Linked DNA regions of Mus musculus: region 1 is linked to region 2. Evidence: chromatin contacts called from public HiChIP or PLAC-seq data. All regions are on one chromosome and are shown on one strand. The core of a region is the stretch at or near the end of the contact, and the rest is flanking DNA. Distances in the headings are between cores, read along the strand shown.

Evidence for each region. HiChIP or PLAC-seq counts read pairs in DNA pulled down with a chosen protein or histone mark.
Region 1: an H3K27ac HiChIP or PLAC-seq map of double positive thymocytes shows a contact between it and region 2, with 5 read pairs. The contact joins two enhancer-like sites. A contact is called at or near these places in 3 of 115 datasets of contacts at active chromatin or transcription factors (CD8 T cells, the SCID.adh cell line and double positive thymocytes) and 3 of 9 other capture datasets (adipose tissue, liver and pancreatic islet).

What each region holds. Positions count from the first base shown.
Region 1 is chr15:97,742,139-97,747,893 of GRCm38.p6, reverse strand. It overlaps Rapgef3 (Rap guanine nucleotide exchange factor (GEF) 3), which reads left to right. Exons shown (of 28, transcript NM_001177810.1): 26 at 617-671; 27 at 765-836; 28 at 2,228-3,124. The coding sequence ends at 2,346. Gm33531 (predicted gene, 33531) reads right to left here. Exons shown (of 4, transcript NR_168677.1): 2 at 4,307-4,400; 3 at 3,026-3,114; 4 at 1,425-2,068. Among named protein-coding and RNA genes, the nearest start is that of Gm33531, 4.0 kb to the right of the region's middle. Within about 2 kb of position 2,818, at least 77 of the 459 cell types and tissues checked have an H3K27ac peak or open chromatin away from gene starts, as enhancers often do. A contact at or near this core is called in double positive thymocytes, where this site is marked.
Region 2 is chr15:97,662,991-97,669,385 of GRCm38.p6, reverse strand. No RefSeq gene overlaps it. Among named protein-coding and RNA genes, the nearest start is that of Rpap3, 40 kb to the left of the region's middle. Within about 2 kb of position 1,790, at least 56 of the 459 cell types and tissues checked have an H3K27ac peak or open chromatin away from gene starts, as enhancers often do. A contact at or near this core is called in double positive thymocytes, where this site is marked.

The DNA of each region.
Region 1 (5,755 bases), core at 1,569-4,068, 77 kb before region 2:
ACTCTGTAGACCATACTGGCCTCGAACTCAGAAATCCGTCTGCCTCTGCCTCCCAAGTGCTGGGATTCTTGTGTGCGCCCCCCCCCCTTTTTTTTTTTGGTTTGTTTTTTGTTTTAAAGTAGTTCCTGTCTCATTCTACTGCATGTGGGAGGGTCTGCCTTTAGGGCTACTAGATGATAGCCTCAAACATCACACTGTTCTGGGCTGGAGAGATGGCTCAGTGGTTAACAGCACTGACTGCTCTTGCAGAGGTCCTGAGTTCAATGCCCAGCTGGTTAATGGGGTCTGATGTCTTCTTCTGGAGTGTCTGAAGACAGTGACCACGTATATCATACAGATAAATATATATCATACAGATAAATAGATCTTATTTTTAAAAAATCATCACACTGTTCAATAAGAGCCCTTTCTACTCCTATCTCTAAGCCTTCCCCGATCCCTGTCTTCCAGCTGCTGCCCAGCTCCTATTGAGCACGTGGATGTGCCAGGTTGAAGCATTCATAACCCTGTCTTTTATAGACCCCTAGTCCCTATCAGAATGGTTCAAAGGGAGCTCCATATGCAGGGGACACCCTGGGCTGACAGGCCAGGTCTCATGACTTTGTGTTGTCCTCAGCGGATGATGGCCAGAGCGGTGCGGATGCTTCACCACTGCCGAAGTCACAGTACCGGTAAGAGATGCTCTCCTGGGCGACAGCCCCTCAGCATCCCCCAGGGAGGCTCCGTGGGGCCATCTCCCTGACTCTCCCTCTCTCTCTGCCCAGCGCCTCTATCACCACTCAGAAGCCGAGTGTCCCACATCCACGAGGACAGCCAGGGATCAAGGATCTCCACGTGTAAGTGACGGGACAGGGTACTGACAGCTGGCGTAGCTGGACAGAGCCAGACGCTTACGTACGTACATACGCTTACGTACGGACGCTTACGTACGTACAGACGCTTACGTACGGGCACTTTCATACAGTTCGTTGGCGCCTGAATGGGACAGATATCCCCGCTAGCCCAAGCTAAAAGAGAGTGCTGGAGGTGAAGTTCTTGTGATAACTCCATCCTACGTACTTATCTGATGGGAGGTCATGCCGTTATGGAGTAGTCATAGCCGATGGTACCTGGCCTGGGCTTGATATATTCATGCTGATAATACTCTGAACCCGTGGCTCAGTCCAAGGCGGAGAACACAGATGGCGACTTGGTTCTCCGCTGTCCACTGGCTCGCTCTCCGCAGCAGCCACTACGATGAATTTTGAGTTACTCCTATTTTTTATTTTACATTTTGTTTTTTGACTGGTTGATTTTTATTTGAGACGGTCTTGCCTCGTGGCCCAGGCTGAGATTCCAAGCCTGAGCTATTTCCTGTGTTTTCATTAAAAAAAAAAAAATAGCCTTATCTCACACCTGCATGCGTCACGCGTATCACAAGGAACTTTTTTTTCAAGTTTTATTTTTATTGATGTGTGTATACACCTGTGCGTATGTGTGAGGTTGGATGCCAGCCATTTGCATATGAGGACACACCAGGGCCGGTGGGCAGAGAACAGCCTCAGCCTTGGGGGGGGGGGGTCATCCTTGGGCAGCCGCTCTCTCTTCTTTGTGAGACAAGCTCTCACTGGCCAGGAACTTAACAAGTGTCCTGGGCTGTCAGACTGGCCCCAGCGATCTGACTGTTTCAGCATGGGAATTACAGACAAGTTATTAGGACAAGCAGTTCATGCCCTGAGCTATCCCTCCAGCTTTTGTTTGCTTTACTTTTTGGCTTTGCTGGCCTGGAACTCATTATGTAGCCCAGGCTAGCTCCAAACTCCTAAAGATCCCCATGCCTCCACCTCTTGGGTGCTGGAGTCAAGGCACGCACCACCATGCCTGGCCATTTCTTGTTTCTTGAAACAGGGCTTGGAACTCTCCATCCTCCTGCCTCAGCTTCGGAAGCTCCCGGATTATAAACGCGCACCACCATATCCAGTCTGTTTTAGTTCCTTTTGACCCAGAGAAGGGGTACTATGCTGAGATAGATCTTGGTGGGCGGAGGGACCTTCTTTCTTCAGACTTTGCATCCACTGCCCTCCTGACTCTGTGGTGGGAGAGACAGTAGTCTGGGGACTTGGATTGAGAGGATGTGAGGTAGGGGAGGGGAGAGAGCTGAGGCTGCTCCCCGGAGAGAGAGGTAGGCGTGGTGACCTGACCATGGCACCTCTCTCTCTCTTTCTCTGATGGCTCTCCCTTCCTCCAGGTTCTGAGCAGTCCCTGAGCACCCGGAGTCCAGCCAGCACCTGGGCTTATGTCCAGCAGCTGAAGGTCATTGACAACCAGCGGGAACTGTCCCGCCTCTCCCGGGAGCTGGAACCATGAGGAAGGACTGGCTGGAGCAGGCACTCTCTCCGAGGAAGCCAGAGCCTGTGCAACCAAGAGGTCCAGAGGCCAGCCACAGCTGGGCAGGGCTCTCCACAGAGCGGACTCAAGGCCCTGGAGTGGGCAGTGTCGGGGCAGTTGTCCCTGTGATGACTGTCAGCTATGGAGATCTTTGTTCACGGCCAAGGAAAGGGGGGACATTGAGGCCATGCCGTGGGTAGGAGAGCTGGGAGGTACAGGACTCTGGATCAGTAGAGAGCCCTCCCACCGGGCCTTCTGCGCATCTGCACGTCTGTACATCTGCATGTTTGCAAGTCTGTACGACTGTACGTGCAGCTGTACCATCCAGTGGTCGCCAGGCCTCGTGCTTGTTTTCACTGGGGCCAGTGAGCTCACATCTGCACAGTTTGTGTGTGTGTGTGTGTGTGTGTGTGTGTGTGTGAGAGAGCCCTGGGTGGGGCCTTGCCTGGGAGAGGGTGGAGAGTTCTGCTTTTCTCTCCACACATCTGAGATAAACAGCTGGGTGTAGGCAGGGCTGTTGCCTAGAGCGGTGGTCTCAGAGGAGTTGTATTGTTTCCATAAATTAACAAAGATACGTGTGTGTTCTACCGCCTGGGTGTGTGGCTGGGAAAGCTGGTGGAGGAGGTTGCTCCCTGGGTACAGAAAAGCAGACACCCACCATCTATCTCGGGCTGGGCTCCAGGGAGGCTAGCGGTTGCTCAGATGGGCTCCAGTGTTGTCCCAGGCACTTGGGGGACCCTCAGCTCTCTGAAAAAACAAAAGAAAAAAAAAACCATATATATATATATATATATATATATATATATATATATATATATATATATACACACACACACATACACAGAGACGGAGAGAGACACTATGAGAGTCCAGCTGCAGCTAACATCCTCTATTTTCCCCTCCCAGCAGATAGCTCCTGATCCTGTTAGGTGTCAGATGCTGAGCAGGGGCCTCAAGGGGGTGAGAGAAGAGACTAGACAGAAGACTGGGAGGCCTAACCAATTTCTTCACCTTGGCGATGAGTGTCCTGCCCCCCCAACGCCCCCCCCCCCCATCCCACATGGGCTGTGGAGGTTAAGGCCCTCTTTTCCCGGCCTCTTCAGTCCCTGCCTGGACACAGATCCAGGCCTAGAACCTCCACAGAGGACTGCTGCCCTCTCTACTCTCCGTGCTGGGAGCCTGGCAGCTCTAGACGCATCTGATCTGAAAGCTCCCAGCCTCTAGGATGACCCTGTGTAAACTCCAGGCAGCAGGACTCTCAGGTGTCTGAGGAGGTCTGCTCACAGCAGCGGGCCGGAGGCAGCTGGGGCAGCCCTGTTCTTGTCCTACGGGTGCAGTGGCAAGGCTCAGACTTGACACACTCCTCCCCCCCTGGCCTCCACACTGCCAGACACTTCACTCTGACGTCATGTCAGCGGGCTCCCAGGAGAGATCCAAGCTGTTGGCAAGGACTTTACACCTCAGGTCTAATGAACCCAGGTGTACCAATGGTCTTTCTTGGCCTTCGTTTGTCCATCTGTAATATGGGTATGATATCTGGTCGTTAAGTGACAAACAAGACAGCAGGTGTTGCCTTTCCCAGAGTGACTGTCCCAGTCCTGTGTGTGTGGCCCCGGAGGACAAGCTGCATCTCCCAGAGTAGAGTCTGACACAGCTCTCGGGATGGATTGACTGCCAGGGATGACCAAACCAGTTCCCTCGCCCGTGGGCAGGGAGGGAAGATCTGATGGAAGAGACCAAAGCTGAGCAATCATGAAATCAGGCCTAAGCATCCGTGAGTCAGGAAAGAGTCCCTGGAGCATTCTTGTCCTCCCAGCCATTGTCAGTGTGGCAGTGGAGACCATGCCTGTCAGTCTCAGCTCTGCTCCCATCATGGACTCGGGTGAAACCAGCCCAGCGATGAGACAGACGTTGTCCTCTCCTCGCTGGACACACCTACCTTCTGATCAGAAGTCTGGGCTCCTTGTGGGTCTTCCAGCTTAGACAAGCTGCAGCTTCCTAGCCATTCTACCCCAGGCTGGACCTCTTTGAGCCTGATGGGAAAGACAGAAGAACTCTCTGGACAGGCAGGGAGCACAGACTTGGGGAGTGGATGTCCGAGCCAGGTCACCGCTGGAAGACAGGAGGCTCAGAGTACAGAGTCCTCGTGGCAGCAGGCTCCTGGTGTTCAGGCAGAGGGTGGGGAACCTGCTCCTGCTCCCTAGAAGCCCAGGGTGCGTATGGGTGGGTGGTGGTGGAGACCAAGATCACAGGTCTGCTGAGACAAGGGAGAAAGCCCTAGAGCTAGCCTTTGAAAAACCTGTCACCTAAAGAGGTAGAGCATAGGCGTGTGAGTGTGTGTGGACAAGAGCTGAGCAACCATGTATCCAGGCCCAAGTGTGTGTGTGACTGTGCGTGTGTCTCTGCGTTTGTGTGTATATGTGTGTCTGTGCATGCTTGTGTGCCTCTGTGTGTGTGTGTTATGGATATATGTGTGTGTCTGTATGTATGTGTAGGTCTGTGTCTGTGTATGTCTCTGTGTGTGTGTATGTGTGTCTGTGCATCTGTGTGTTTTGTGTATGTGTGTGTGTGTGTGTGTGTGTAGGTCTGTGTCTGTGTATGTCTCTGTGTGTATGTGTGTCTGTGCATCTGTGTGTTTTGTGTATGTGTGTGTGTGTGTGTGTGTGTATGTCTTTGTGTATGTGTGTGTATGTCTCTGTGTTTGTGTGTTTGTGTCTGTGTGTGTCTGTGTGTCTGCATGTGTGTCTAGTGAGGAGAAGCAGAACGGAAGGAAGTTTCATTGCACCGGTCTGTGACCCTCCCCTTTCCCTTATGGTCCCTGTAAGGGTTATAGCCACAGGCTGAGCTGGGCTAGGACTTCGCTAGGGGAGGTTTTCCTCTAGCAGCGCACAATGCCTGGTGAGGGGTAGATAGGTTGGAGCCAGCCCTCTCCTGTCCTCTAAGCCATTCTGCCCACCATAGGAGGATTAGCACAAAAGTGTGACCCAGCTCAGCTGGGAGGGAGCAGGCTGCTTTCACAGGCTTCTTAGCTCTCTGTCCCCAACAGCCCTGAAACAGAGACCACTCTGCTTCCCAGGTGGCAAAAATGAGACATTCTGACGTGGCTGCTATTCATGAGATTTGTCAGGATAATAATCATCTGAGAATTGAATGGTGCCTCTGCTCTCTGTTCAGCGGGCTTTCCCCTCTACCGCCATATTTTTATCTGATGACAGAATAGGAGCTCAGGCTATTTTTACCTTGTTTCACAGTCAGAGGAACCGAGCTACAGAGATTTGCCTAAGGTCACCTAACGGCTTAATGACAGGGTGGCCTGGTGAAGTGACTGCGTAAGTGTCAGCCATGTCCCTGGCAGGCCCAGTGCCACCTCATTGGATGTCACTTTCTT
Region 2 (6,395 bases), core at 541-3,040:
AGTGTGTAGCATTTGGAGATGGAGCCTCTGGGAGATGGATGATCTGTCACAAGGCTAGATTGATGAGACTAGTGCTCTTAGGACAGGAGAAGAGGAGAGGAGAGGAGAGGAGAGGGGAGGGGAGGGGAGGGGAGGGGAGGGGAGAGGAGGAGAGGGGAGAAGAGGGGAGGGGAGAGGAGGGGAGAGGAGAGGAGAGGAGAGAGGAGAGGAGAGGAGAGGAGAGGAGAGGAGAGGGGAGGAGGGGAGAGGAGGGAAGAGGAGAGGAGAGGAGAGGAGAGGAGGGGAGAGGGGAGGAGGGGAGGGGAGGGGAGAGGAGAGGAGAGGGGAGAGGAGGGGAGGGGAGAGGAGAGAGGAGAGTGGAGGGGAGGAGGGGAGAGGAGAGGAGAGGAGAGGAGGGGAGAGGAGAGGAGGGGAGAGGAGAGGAGGGGAGAGGAGGGGAGAGGGGAGGGGAGGGGAGGGGAGGGGAGGGGAGGGCAGGGGGAGGGGAGGGGAGGGGAGGAGAGGAGAGGAGAGGAGAGGGCTTCCTCTTCCTCTCTTGAGCTTACCCTCTCCCTCTACACTGCGGGAATGCAGCAAGATGGTTGCCTGCAGTCAGAGGGACCTGCATCAGGCATGGGGTCACAGCATCTGGGACCAGAGGAGAGGGACCCTGTAGTCTCCCCTCCCCCAGCCTGAAACCTGCTTGCTCGGGGGTGGAGCTTCCTGCTCAATCTTTCTGCCACGCCCACCGCTGGAACCTGCCGCTTTGCTACTGGACCCCGAGATTATTTGGCGGGAATTGGGCCCCCTTCCCCTGCTTCATAACTGCGTGCAGAACAGTAAAATTGAGCTTTGATCAGAATGCCTGTCTAAGCTGCATTTCTTTCTCTCGCCGCCTAGCCCCTCTTCTCTTCCAGGTTTCCAAAATGCCTTTCCAGGCTAGAACCCAGGTTGTGATCTACTGGCCAGACACAACAGGACCCTCACCAGGCACCAGATTGGAGCATTAGTGACCAATAGGACCTTCACCAGGCACGGGGTCACAGCATCTATGACCAGAGGGACCTTCACCAATCACGGGGCCCATGGTAGTATCAGTGACCAGATGGACCTTCCCCAAGCACCGCGTCTACAGTATCACGATCTTTTCTTTTCAGCCCCCAGAACAGAATGCTTGCTTCTAAGCCGCTTAATTGTTTATTATTTTTAAAGCAAACCTGAGCAAAGGCGAGTGGGGACTAGGAAGAATCTGCTCTCTGTGTGGTTATGAGGTTATGCAGAAAGTGGCTTCCACAGGGCAGTGCTTAGTTAGATATTCACGAAACAAGAGAACAATGAAGGAATCCAAATGCCGTGGAATGGGGTCTCCAGACGGAGAGCCTTTGAACGTGCACAAAGCCCTTGCCTGAACATTAAAGACCTTTTCTCATTGTTAAGGAGTATTAGTTCAATTCTCTTGTATAAGATCATGTTCAGAGAGCCACTCCTCTCAAACGTGTTTTGAACACTGAGTGAGAAAGAACACGATTTGCATTTCTGTTTCTCGGTAGAGCTCTCTTTTGTGGGTCACACCACTTCAAATGGACTTAATCATAACGTGTTATTGCTCCAACCGTGTGTTAGTCACTGGACCCGGAGCTTTGCATATAATGTTTAAACTCAGAAAATAAGAGGAGAACAGGTTGTCCTGGGGGTCATGCAGAGGCTACCACGATTTAGACGTCTATGTTCTTTCTTCTGTTTCACTCGGTGACAAAAGCTGACCTTGAGAACACAAAGACACAACAGCTAGAGTTTCCCAGGCTGGCTGTTGGCGTTCTGTTGGCATTACTGCCACCTGCTGGCCATTCAGAAAATAGCAGCACATTTTGTCCACATTTGTTAGCAACCATGAAAGTGAATTTAATTTCTTAGTAAGATGGACTGCTGAATTTGTAAGTCTTTAGTGTGTTGCATTAGTCAGAATGAATACACACACACACACACATGTGCGCGTGTGTGCGTGTGCATGTGCACGCACATGCATGTATATACATATATGTATATTGGAGTCCTGGAGGATCTGAAGAGCTGCTGGCTTTCAGTCTGTGTTGAGAACCTAAAGAAGTTGGATTGAATGCCAGCAGCAACAAGATAGATGAGCTTGCCCAGGAGAGCAAAGTTTCCTTCTTCTGTGTCCTTTATGCAGGCTGCCACCAGAATTGTAGCTCAGATTCAGGGTGGGCCTTTCTGCTTCAAATAATCTGATTAAGAAAATTCCTCATGGGCTGGAGAGATGGCTCAGCAGTTAAGAGCGCTGACTGCTCTTCCTAAGATCCTGAGTTCAAGTCCCAGCAACCACATGGTGGCTCACAACCATCTGTAATGAGATCTGACTCCCTCTTCTGGAGTGTCTGAAGGCAGCTACAGTGTACTTACATATAAATAAATAAATAAATAAATAAATAAATAAATAAATAAATATTAAAAAAAAAAAAAGAAGAAAATTCCTCACAAGAATGCCGGTAGCCTGGGTTTTGGCTGATTCTAGGTACAGTCAAGTTGACAAACAAGATTAGTATCAGATATAAATAGTAAAAATTAGGATATGACTTTTGAATGTGTTATTCAGAAAAAGGACAAAGTGAGTCCCGGGTAGGGTGGGGTGGGGGTGGACATTGGGGGCTGTGACAGAAACAGCTCGTTCTCTCATTTACACAAGAGGCATCTCACAGAGGCTGCATCCGTGTACATCCATCACGATGGTGGTACAGCTAACATCCGTGCCAGCCATGATGGCGGTACAGCTAAAAAGCCAGCACACAGAGAGGGCTGTGGGACTCACCCTGCCCTTGGGCCATAGGCAGGTCAGACAGAGAAGCTGAGTTCCTGGTGCCTTGCCCAGACAGGCGCACAGCTCGAGGCTCACGACCAGTGTCCAGTCGTGGCTAGGCTGGCACGCTGTCTGCCCACCCCAAAGTAGATGTGTATCAGGTCTTTCCAGAGACTTGGAGGGTGTTTTGAAGAAGCAAACCCCCAATATATTTCAGTACATACCTCCACCCCAACCCCCGGTTTAAAATAAACATCATAGTGGACTTTGAAAAGGAAGAAATATCCTGAAAATACAGGTGGGAAGGAGCCGGTGAAAAGGCTCCTTTTTAACGGCGCTGAAGGTGGTGCGGTTGGACAGTGGCTAAATGTCTCTGGTGACTGTCGGGCTGTTAATATGCTGGAGGGCAGTGATGGCACAAGCCTTTAATCCCAGCACTTGGGAGGCTGAGGCCGAGGAAATTCCACGTCCTTAACAATGGGAGAATCTTGAAAAGACAAAGCCCTGAAAGAGAAAGAAGGCAGGAAGTGGGTCTGACGTGCGCCAACCGAGTTTCGGGTTTTGTTTTGTTTCTTTTTTCTTTTTCGAGGCAGTGCGTACGGGAAATTTTATTTTGCCCTTACGTACACACTCTATCACGTTTCAACCTCAAAACCCCGGATAATAACCCTAACACCTCAGTCCCAAGGCTCAAAGCGGACATGGCCAAGTCAGCTCCACCTGTACAATACATGCGTGGAACCCATGTATTCCACATCGTCTCTCAGAGCGTGATTTGTCACTGCACGTCGAGGCACCAGGAGAAAGCTATCACGAATTAACTTTTCAGCACACTAACTGTTAATCAGAGAATTTGTTACAGGTCAATGAAACTAATTGACAACGACCCAAACTCAGGACTAAGGTTTTCATACTATAGTGATAGACACTGGGATTTAATTACACTCTCCTTTACATGTGCTATTATGAAACCAAAGAGTCTTAATTTCGTTAATTAAATTACACTTCATAGATCTGGTGATGATTTGAGTAAATCCAGAACTGCGCCCTTTAAACAGCTGCACTGTTAGCTTCTGGCCAGGAGGTGGCGCTGTGCTTTTCATTTAAGCCCATCGTGACGTTTCAAGCTGGTTGGTTTACCCCATAAACTCTTAAGTACATAGGTGGTACATTGTGAACTTCATCACACGACTGTCCATTGACATTACCCTACATTAAAACGTTAGAAAAAGTGAGTTATAGTAATGGGGTCATATACATTCATAAAAGGGATCTAATGAACACAACATGGTACTCGATGGTTGGGCACCAAAATAGAAACTTAAAAAGACACCACTGCTTAAAACCACAACGCTCACAAAACCAAAACTGCGTCGAAAGAATTATGTTTTGACTGGATCCAGAGTTCTTGACTGACAGCCTTCCTTTTCAATGCTGGGGGGAAAAATGTCAGCGCCACCCTTTGCACCGCGGTGGCTAATGAGAAAAAGCTCTTGCTGGTCCCCTATGGGTGATCCTAGGAGCTTTCTTGCAATGCACACAATTGGTGTTTCTAGTTTGCTGGCGGCCTTTGTAGCTGTTTGGTATGTGAGAAAAACACTAAGCTCGGGGAATTCACACTGTATTCCTCATATCCCAAGGTCCCCGGACAGTCTGTCTGCTTTTGTTTGTTTGGTTTGTTTTTTTGGTTTTTTGTTGTTGTTGTTGTTTGTTTTGTTTTTTTGAGACAGGGTTTCTCTGAATAGGCCTGGCTGTGTAGACCAGGCTGGCCTTGAACTCAGAAATCTGCCTGCCTCTGCCTCCCAAGTGCTGGGATTAAAGGCGTGTGCCACCACTGCCCAGCTACAGTCTTTCTTCTTTTCTCTACTTTACTAGCAGCTTTTTTCCTCCCACTCATCCTTGTCCCCCTCTTCTTCCTCTTCTTCCTCCTGCTCCTCCTCCTTCTTTTGAGACAGGGTCTCATTATGTAGCCGAGGCTATTCTGGAACTCCTTCTGTAGACCAGGTTGGCCTCCAACTAAGTGATCTGCCTGCCTCTGCCTCCCGAGTACTGGAACTAAAGGTGTAAGCCATTGCACCAGGCGTTTAGAATTGTCTTTTAGAATGATCTGTACACGACGTCCTTTCAGTTGTAATTAGCAGTGGAAATATGCAAAACTGCACTGGCTTTTAATCATTTTAAAAATATCTTCTGTACTTAATTCTTAATCTCACCCGGAAATTTCTGGTGTGAGATTAAGACCTCCTTGCCCAACATCCCTGTGCCCACAAGGGGGCAGCAAGGGGCAGAAGCTTCTGGGTGAGATTTAGTGCATGGTAATCTATCTTTAACAGATTATTGTTTGGGTCCCTTCTACACGATTCTGTGGAGTCTCGAAGGCTGGCTCTGGGAAATGTTACAGTTTGAATGTGAAACATCTCCTGCAAGCTCGTGTTTCGGGACATTTGGTCTCCATCTGGTGGCGCTGTTTCGGGAGGCTGTGTAATCTGGACGCTGCACCTAGCTGACAGGCGAAAGGTCTTGAGGGTTATCAGCCAGCTGTTCCTGGCTGACGCCATGGAGCACGCATCTGCCCGAGGCTCCCGCTGCCAGGCTGTGAACGCTGCCACAGTGGGCAGTGTCCTCGCGAGAGAAATCCTTCCTTCTCTAAATTGCTTCTGCCGGGTAGCATCACAGCAACTAGGAAGGCGAAAATACAGAAAGACGGAGCCCTTGAGAGCTGCCTTGCTCCTTCTGTACCACAAGGGGGCAGTAAGAAGGCACCATGTGAGGAAACAGGCTCTCACCAGACACTGAATCTTCCAGGACTTCCCCACCTGTGGTTTTCAGCCTGAATGGGTAGAGATCTAGAGATAGTCATCCCCGTCCTTGGTGCAATAGCCCCCAGGCCACCCCTCTCCCAAGTCCTCATAGTTCCCTCTCTGAAGCTCACTTAGTTCCCAGCCCTTTGCTGTACCAACGAGGTAAAGTCTACAGTCAACATCTCCCTAGTCTGCTATTTGTTCTCTTTGCTTCTAGTCCCTATAAGCCGTTCTCTATCGCAAAGGTAAAAGTAAAAATGTTTATTATTAATGTATACGTGAGAGAGAGAGAGAGAGAGAGAGAGAGAGAGAGAGAGAGAGAGAGAGAATGACAGGTGTGGTTATAGGATAACTCCATGGAGTTGGTGCCCCACATCTAGGGACAGAAAGAACTCAGTTTATCTTCATGGCAAGCATCTTTTTACCCACGTCAGCCACCAAACTTCTAAAAGCACAAGTCAGTTCTTGCCACTGCTGGATTAAGAGTTGGAAAGTTAGGTGCGTGTGGTGGCACAGGGCCTTTTTAGTCCCAGCACTCAGGAGGCAGAGGCAGGCAGATCTCTGAGTGCGAGGCTAGCCTGGTCTAGAGGGAGTTCCAGAACAGCCAGGATTACACAGAGAAACCCTTTCAAAAAATACATAGCAAAAAAGAGAAAATAAAAGAATCTGTAAGTGGTATGTCATTGCACTTTTAATAAAATATAACATCTTTTTAAAAAATTTTAAATATTAATTAAAATTTTTGTATATGAGAGTTTTGCCTCTATGTATGTATGTATGTATGTGTATGTATATATGCATGT